2 separate regions of the Sus scrofa genome follow, and region 1 is linked to region 2. The links are chromatin contacts, called in public HiChIP or PLAC-seq maps. All regions are on one chromosome and are shown on one strand. The core of a region is the stretch at or near the end of the contact, and the rest is flanking DNA. Distances in the headings are between cores, read along the strand shown.

What was found. HiChIP or PLAC-seq counts read pairs in DNA pulled down with a chosen protein or histone mark.
Region 1: a contact with region 2 is called in an H3K27ac HiChIP or PLAC-seq map of alveolar macrophages. The contact joins the promoter of TTC28 here to the promoter of XBP1 in region 2. A contact is called at or near these places in 1 of 5 promoter capture datasets (fetal skeletal muscle), 3 of 47 Hi-C or Micro-C datasets (epiblast stem cells, fetal heart ventricle and skeletal muscle) and 2 of 2 datasets of contacts at active chromatin or transcription factors (alveolar macrophages and skeletal muscle).

The regions. Positions count from the first base shown.
Region 1 is chr14:45,922,557-45,926,575 of Sscrofa11.1, reverse strand. It overlaps TTC28 (tetratricopeptide repeat protein 28), which reads left to right and starts at 1,550. Exons shown (of 24, transcript XM_021074051.1): 1 at 1,550-1,740. The coding sequence starts at 1,639. It also overlaps a transcript of CHEK2 not described here.
Region 2 is chr14:46,015,209-46,019,319 of Sscrofa11.1, reverse strand. It overlaps XBP1 (X-box binding protein 1), which reads left to right and starts at 2,794. Exons shown (of 6, transcript NM_001271738.1): 1 at 2,794-3,041; 2 at 4,088-4,111. The coding sequence starts at 2,809.

The DNA.
Region 1 (4,019 bases), core at 301-2,800, 92 kb after region 2:
AGGTTCCAGCCCCAGGATTTTTTCAGTATGTTCCTTTTATTGTTTTATTCTGGGTTGAGTTTTTAAAATCAAAAAAAAGTTTTTTGTTTTTTTTTTTTTTTTTTTTTTGGAAAAGGCCAGACTAATAAACAATTTTACAAATTCCAAGAGACCCCTGGATACTCTTTTTCTTTTCTTTTTTTTTTTAAGTAGGGAAAACATTCTCTGCTGTTGTTTTTGTGCCAGCTTTAGGGTTTTCAGAGAGGTTTGGGGCAGAGAATGGAAAGTGAAGATGTGGGAAGTAACAATCTATCCAGCCCCACAGCTGAGTGAACCCCCTCCCAGCTAATTATACCACAGGATTTGGGAGCAGAGCCCCCTTCATTAAACTTTCAGGAGTCTTGGAAGGATAGGGCTGGAATTACACCATCGAAGCTTGGAGAGTTTGGTGTGTGCCAGGCATTGTGCTCAGAGACCTTATGTGCCTCATCTGAGAGCTCACCTCAAGCCTGTGAGGTATTACTACAACTCCTCCCTTTGTACTTTGTAGACTCAGAGATCAGGGCTCTCTGGCTCTGTCAAGTCACCTGCTCCCAGTTTATGAGTGGTGGAGGCAAGACTTGAACCGAAAATTTCTCTTTTCAAGAGGCCGTTCCCCCCCCACCCCCGCCCCGGTCTTTTTAGGGCCGCACTCATGGCCTATGGAAGTTCGCAGGCTAGGGGTTGAATTGGAGCTACAGCTGCCGGCCTGCACCACAGCCACAGCAACGCCAGACTGAAGCCGTGGCTGCAGCCTACACCACGCTCACAGCAACGCCGGATCTTTAACCCACTGAATGAGGCCAGGGATCGATCCTGCCACCTCATAGTTCCTAGTTGGAATCGTTTACTGCTGCGCCACGAGGGGAACTCCAAGCCTTGGGTTTTAATCATAAAAAAAAGTTACCTAAATCTTGTCACCAGCTTACCACAATATTGACACTTTAGCTGGATTATTTTAAGTCCTCCCGATAGCACTCCTTAGTTGTCCGACTTCCTAATTAAGGAGAAAAAGGCTGCTGGAGACCTGACCTTAATCATGCAAAGGTTAGCGGAGTTGCAGGACTTGAACTCGAGTTCCCCATTGCGTCTGGCTTCCCGGGGATATGAACATCATCTGTGCCACTAAGACTGGCGCACGTGTTCACACACCTCCAGGATGAGATCTCATCGCCTCAGCGGCTTCTTCACACCAGCACTTCTTGCGGGTAATTTCCTTTTGGCCCATCCTGTCGCCCCAAGCCCAAGCAGGTAAACAAAAAGCAGGAGTGCCGGGTAGCAGCTCAAGGGTTTTGCCCCGCATGGTCCGCAAGACTCCAGGCGGCAGCGCCCAGCCCAGAACCGCTAGCGCTCAGGCCTAGACTGGGCCGATGCGGAGGGCGTTGGCGCGACTCTGGGAACAGCGGATGGCTCCCGAGGGCGCGGGGAGGGGGCTAGCGAGTGCGCGCGTGCGCGGTCGGGGGGGGCCGCGGAGGCGCGCGGGGAGCGTGCGCGGCGGGGGGTGGTGTGAGCTGCCGCGGCCGCGCGCGGCACGGCGGGAACATGGCGCGCGGAGCCGGCGCGCGCGCCTAGCTGGCGGGACCGTTAGCTCGAGGCGGACGCGGCCCGGGTCCCGCGGCGATGGAGCAGTCGCTGCCGCCGGCGCCTGAGCCCATTCCGGGGTCAACCCTGGTACGGAGCCAAAGGCACCGGGAGCCCGAGTCGCCTCCGGCGCCGGCGCCGGTGAGTGTGTGAGGGGCGCGGGCCGGGAGACTTTCTTTGTGAAACTCCGTCGGTGCGAGCCGGGCCGGGCCTCCGTGGCTGAGGAGCGCCTGTAAGGCGGAAGCCGCCCCACCGTCGAGGTTCGAGCCCTGCCTCGAGCGGCTCGGCGGCGGGACCGGGTCTGCCGCCTGCCCGCCTGGGTTTCTGCGGTAGTGTGTGCGCGCGGGGTGGAGTGGGGGGCGGGGGGTTGGTATACAGTCGGCGCCTAATGAGCGCGGTGCCTTCCCCCGGCCTCTATCCCCGCGGGGCGGTGGCTGCCGGCGACCCCGGGCCCACGGGAGAGGTAGACGGCAGCGGCTGGGGGGACAGGTGTCGGCGCAGCCCCAGGAAGCTCAGGTGCAGGCAGCCTCAGGTGGAATCTAAGGGAATGAGCTGTCCGTCTTTGGAAGGGAACAAGTCCGTCAGTGGCTCAGCACAGAGTGATTTTGGATTGACTTACATCCACCTCGGCTTCCTAGTGTGTTTTCGGTGTCTATCCCTCAGGGTGAAGGACGATGAGTGAAATTAGACTTTGGAGGTGTGGCGGGCCGCTGGATGGGATGGGATGCCCATGAGCACTGGCCTTCCAAACAGCCAGGGCAAAGGAGTAATCTGGAGCGCTTGATAAAAATACAGGCGTCACAACTCATGCCAGGCCCACGGACTCAGACTCTCCAAGGCAGAGGAACTGATTTTGAATTTTTCAAAAGCTCCAAAGTTATTGTAATCAGGCAGATTTGACAAGCACTATTTTACGGTAAGCTTCCTGCGAGCAGGGACCTCTTCTGTTTATAGCTCACCATGGCATTCTGGAACCGCGCCAGTGCTTGGCACATGGTAGATGGTTAGTAAATATTTGTAGGAAGGCTTAAAGAGTTTTCAAAATAGTTCTTGGGGATATATTCAGGACCTTTTTTGATATTAATATCTGTCAGATTTACTGCATGATGTGATTCTTCTCAGGTCCCAACTTTTGTGACTTTACAAATGCCTTGTTTTCAGTATGTTTTAGGCAAAGGCAGGCTATATATTGCTTAGTATAAACCATCAACTCTGTATACCTAGGTAAGTTAATTATGAATCAAAATTCTGAATAACAAAAATGTATTTTTTTTCTTCATCATTTGGGAACACTAGGCTTATAGGATTTTGTTCTTTTGAGGCAGGTAAATATTTACATTTTCATCAAAGCAAATCTGAATTACTGTTTATTCAGAAAATTTGGCAATTTGCTTAAACCTCTCAGTATTTATAATCTTAATGTGATTTTTTTTTCTTTTGGTCTTTTTAGGGCTACACCTGCAACATATGGAATTTCCCAGGCTAGGAGTCAAATTGGAACTGTAGCCACCTACCTATGCCACAGCCACAGCAGCGCTGGATCCTAGCCCTATCTGCAACCTATACCACAGCTCAGGGCAGTGACGAATCCTTAACCCACTGAGTGAAGCCAGGGTTTGAACCTGCATCCTCATGGATAATAGTCGGGTTCATTACCACTGGCCACAAGGGGAACTCCCTTATGTGATGTTTTGAAATTGAGATTTATGTTTAGTTCATAGTCAAGGCTAAAGTAGAATTGTTGGATTGAAAGTTATTCGATATTTCAGGGGCTGTTTTTTTTTTTTTTAAATGTTTTTTGAATTTCAGTAGATTTAATTTCAGTAGTTGTTCATGAACAAAATATGAATGTATAGGAAGACAATATTTTAGGAGTTGAGATTGCACCTGAGGAAAAAAAGTTGAAAATTAGGTGCTTTTTTCTCTCAATGTTTCTTTTTTGTAGTTTATGCAGATGTATTTTATTTTATTTTATTTTCCCACTGTACAGCAAGGGGATCAAGTTATCCTTACATGTATACATTACATTTTTTCCCCCACCCTTTGTTCTGTTGCAACATGAGTATCTAGACATAGTTCTCAATGCTACTCAGCCGGATCTCCTTGTAAATCTATTCTAAGTTGTGTCTGATAAGCCCAAGCTCCCGATCCCTCCCACTCCCTCCCTCTCCCATCAGGCAGCCACAAGTCTGTTTTCCAAGTCCATAATTTCTTTTCTGTGGAGATGTTCATTTGTGCTGGATATTAGATTCCAGTTATAAGTGATATCATATGGTATTTGTCTTTATCTTTCTGGCTCATTTCACTCAGTATGAGATTCTCTAGTTCCATCCATGTTGCTGCAAATGGCATTATGTCATTCTTTTTATGGCTGAGTAGTATTCCATTGTGTATATATACCACTTCTTCCGAATCCATCT
Region 2 (4,111 bases), core at 1,545-4,044:
ATAGAGGCCTCGGAGTTCTCTTGTGGTATAGCAGGTTAAGGATCCAGTGTTGTCACTGCAGCTGCTTGGGTCACTGCTGTGGCATGGGTTTGATCCCTGGCCCAGGAACTTCCACATGCCACCGGTATGGCCAAAAAAGAATAAAATAAAATAAAATAAAATAAAATAAAATAAAATAAAGATAAAATCTTTGAAAACAAAGCTGGAGTAGTCAATTCTAACATTCCATTTCTACCTTGCTAACCAACACTAAAATGCAATTCATCGACCTTTTCTCCTCTGCCCCAGTATCTTGTGCCTTCTCCACAAGGTAACTCATTTACATCATGCTGGACTAATATAGGCATCCTGCATTTTCTTTTATGTCTAAATGATTTAAATTTCTTTTCATTTCACTGGGATTTCATACACAGTGCCAGACATTCTTTCGGCATTCACAAATCTTAAATACAAGGCTGCATGACAATTACTCCACTTCTCTCAGAACCTCTTACAGCTTTCCATGGTCCTTTAACAAAAAATGTGTAGGTAAAAACTAGAAGGTATCCCAAAGAATTCTCCCAAATGGTCCAGGGACCAGGAGTGAATCTCTCATTGCCGCAGGCGCCTGGGGACTCAGCTGACTTAAGGCTCATGAGAATTAATATGTAGACAGGCTTCTTTGTCCTGAAGTCCCCGATCAGTCCCCACCTCTCTTCCAGACCACAGAAGTAGTCTGTGCTCAGGGCATCCTGAGCTGTGCCAAGCTCCATTTAAATAAAGTCACTGATTCCACTCTGTGAATTTGGAGGAAGGAAATACTGAAGAAGACTCACTGCCCAACCCAAAGAATGACAGAGACTGTGTCCCTTGACTGAATTGCTTTCATTCCTTCTTCCCATCCTGTTTCCTCCCCACCAAAACATAACTGAAGAACTAACCTGACTTAATAGCACTGAAGAATTACCTGGTACCATTCTATCTGTTCACTTTTTGCATATCTTCCAAGCACCAGCTATGAGATTTACTAATCTTTGCGTCCCTAGAACCTAGAACAGTACTAAGCACAGAGGAAGCAATAACTACTTGTTAAAAGAAATGATTGCAGTAACTACTTGTTAAAGAAAGTCTTGCTTTGTAATTCTAGGGAACTTAACATTTTGTAATTTGCTTCAAAAAAGTGAAAAAGAAAATGCCTTGTGGGGTGTTTCCTTGGGTTTCTCCATTTTAATATTCCTGTGTCTTAACTGATCTCTAGCTACAGTTTGGAGGCCTCTCTTTCACAAGGGCTGCTGCAGGCAGAAGCCCTGAACCTTTCCTCATCTTTTATACGTGGAAACATCTTATTTTCATTTAAAATAAGTAAATAATATGTATACTCAGTAGACAGTTTAGAAATTACACACACACACATATTCCTGCCACTCAGAGAGAACACCTATGATTTATTAAGCTTTCACTTAAACCTATTTTTTTTAATTTTTAAAAATATATAATGATTTTTTTTTCATTATAGCTGGTTTACAGTGTTCTGTCAATTTTCTACTATAAAGCATAGTGACCCAGTTACATATACACGTATGGGTTCTTTTTTCTCACATTATCATGCTCCATCATAAGTGACTAGACACAGTTTCCAGTGCTACAGAGCAGGATCTCATTGCTAATCCATTCCAAAGGCAATAGTCTGTATCTATTAACCAAGTTCCCAATCCATCCCACTCCCTCCCCCTCCCCCTTGGCAATGGACAAGTCTGTTCTCCACATCCATGGTTTTCTTTTCTGTGGAAAGGTTCATTTGTGCTGTGTATTAGATTTCAGATATAAGTGATATCATATGATATTTGTCTTTCTCTTTGACTTACTTCACTTAGAACTAGAGACTCTAGTTTCTTCCATGTTGCTGCAAATGGCATTATTTTGTTCTTTTTTATGGCTGAGTAGTATTCCATTGAGTATATATACCACATCTTTCTAATTCAATAAACCTAGTTTTTGTTTTGTTTTTTTAAGAGCTGCACCTGTGGCATATGAAGCTTCCAGGCTAGGGGCTGAGTCCAAGCTGCAACTATAGGCCTAAACCACAGCCACAGCAACACCAGACCCAGCTGCATCTGCAACCTACCACATAACTTGTGGCAACACACAGATCCTTAACCCACTGAGCTACAAGCAGGGATCAAACCCACATCCTCACTGGGACAACGTCCTTAACCCGCTACACCACAATGGGAACTCCTGAACCCAGTTTTAAAGTACTTGACCTCATTTCCTGAAGACTTATGTTGCAGAATGTTTTTGCAAGCATTTTTCTAACCCAAGGCCCAATTTGAACTGTCTCTCGATTTTGCACTCTGGGCCCTAAGTGGGGAATGAGATACAATTCTGTCAGACTGGGTAAAAATCTGTTAGTCTTGGTAAAAATTCGTCAGTCTGGAAATCTCCTGGTTTGAAATTCAACTCTTGTCATTCGGGGAGAAATCTATTTACTGAAGAAACTCCGTCGGGCTGCAGACTCTTCCTCACCAGCTTAGGGGCTCTCCACAACCCAGCCCTCCAGAACCCTCTACCAGCCCGCCACCCAGCGACGCCTACCGGTCAGCCGAGCGGAAAAAAAAGCCCAGCGTCCCCAGCCCAGCACCGCGGATGCCACGCTGGACGCCCTGGCACCGCCCCCTTCGGGTCCACCGGACCAATAGGCGCTGAGATATGCCTACATCACACGGAGCTGGCCAATCGTGGAGGGCCACGATCCTAGAAAGGCTGGGCGCTGGGGGGGCTGGCCCACTGGGCGGCGGCGGCGCGCACAGGCGTAGACACGCTCCAGCCATGGTGGTGGTGGCAGCTGCGCAGAGCCCGGCCGCCGGGGCCCCCAAAGTACTGCTTCTCTCCGGGAAGCCCGCCGCCGCCGCCGCCGCTGGAGCTCCGGCCGGCCGGGCTCTGCCTATCATGGTGCCGGGCCAGCGAGGGGCCAGCCCGGAGGCGGCAAGCGGGGGGCCGCCCCAGACGCGCAAGAGACAGCGCCTCACGCACCTGAGCCCCGAAGAGAAGGCGTTACGGAGGTGGGCGAGGGTCGGGGCGCGGACCCAGAGGGCTAGGGCCCGAGGTCTGAGAGCCAATCCGAAGGAGAGACAGGGGTTCTGGGCCGGGAGCTGACCTCCCGCCACGGTCGGTCTCTGACGGCCTTTTGGGTGCCAGCGCCAGCGTGGCGCGGGGCGGGGCGAGGGCAGGAAGTCTGGACCGGCCGCTCTACTGCGTTGGGTGGAGTCCAGGGCTGAGCAGGCCTTTTTTATTAAATTCTTTTCTCTCTCATTAGAGATGACCACAGCTGGGTCTGCGAGTACCTGGGTTCTGGGCCCTCTCGCTGTGTGACCACAAATCCGTTGTTAAGCTTCTCTGAATTAGGGCTGTAACATGGAGTCCATTGATTTACCTCCTTTTTGGAGGCGCACGGGTCTGAAATGACAGCTGTTGAAGGGGCTGTGAGCCTTAGAAGGCTCACTAGTCAAACTCAGTCTCTGCGTCCTTAAAATGATATTTGCCTCCTGAGGTCGTTGGGGAAATAGAGAAATATCTAGTACTTAGTCCTCCTTAAATATTAGTTCTTCTATGATCTGTTTGCTTTTTGTGATTTATTAAGTGCTTCTCGAGCCGACCGGCCTCAGCACCAGGGCAAAAATCGCCTCAGCCTTTCACCCGTCTGAGCTGTTTGCTGAGGGAGCGTTTATGTCAGCGGCATTGCAACCCACATTAGATTTAATCAGTCCGGGTTGGATCCTGTTCGAGGGAGTCGGGAAGCAGCAGCAGAGTAGAAAGGGGAGGAGGAGATATCTCATGACGCTGTGTGTCCAGCCTCAGTGCTGTGGCCGGGATAAGACTGAGGTGGATGACGCAATATGGGGGAGAATAAAGCAGGTTTTCAAGCTAGATCCACAGAAGGCTAATTTTTCGGTTTTGTTTCTTTGAAGGGTGAAGTCTGAAGTGTATTTTACCATTAGTCTGCCTTATGCTATAAGTTAAAAATGAAAGCACCAGCTGGCCAGGTTTTCAAATAAAGCTATGAATAAGGTTTAAGATGAGTCAGTGTGGTATCTCTTTCTGTCCTCAGGAAACTGAAAAACAGAGTAGCAGC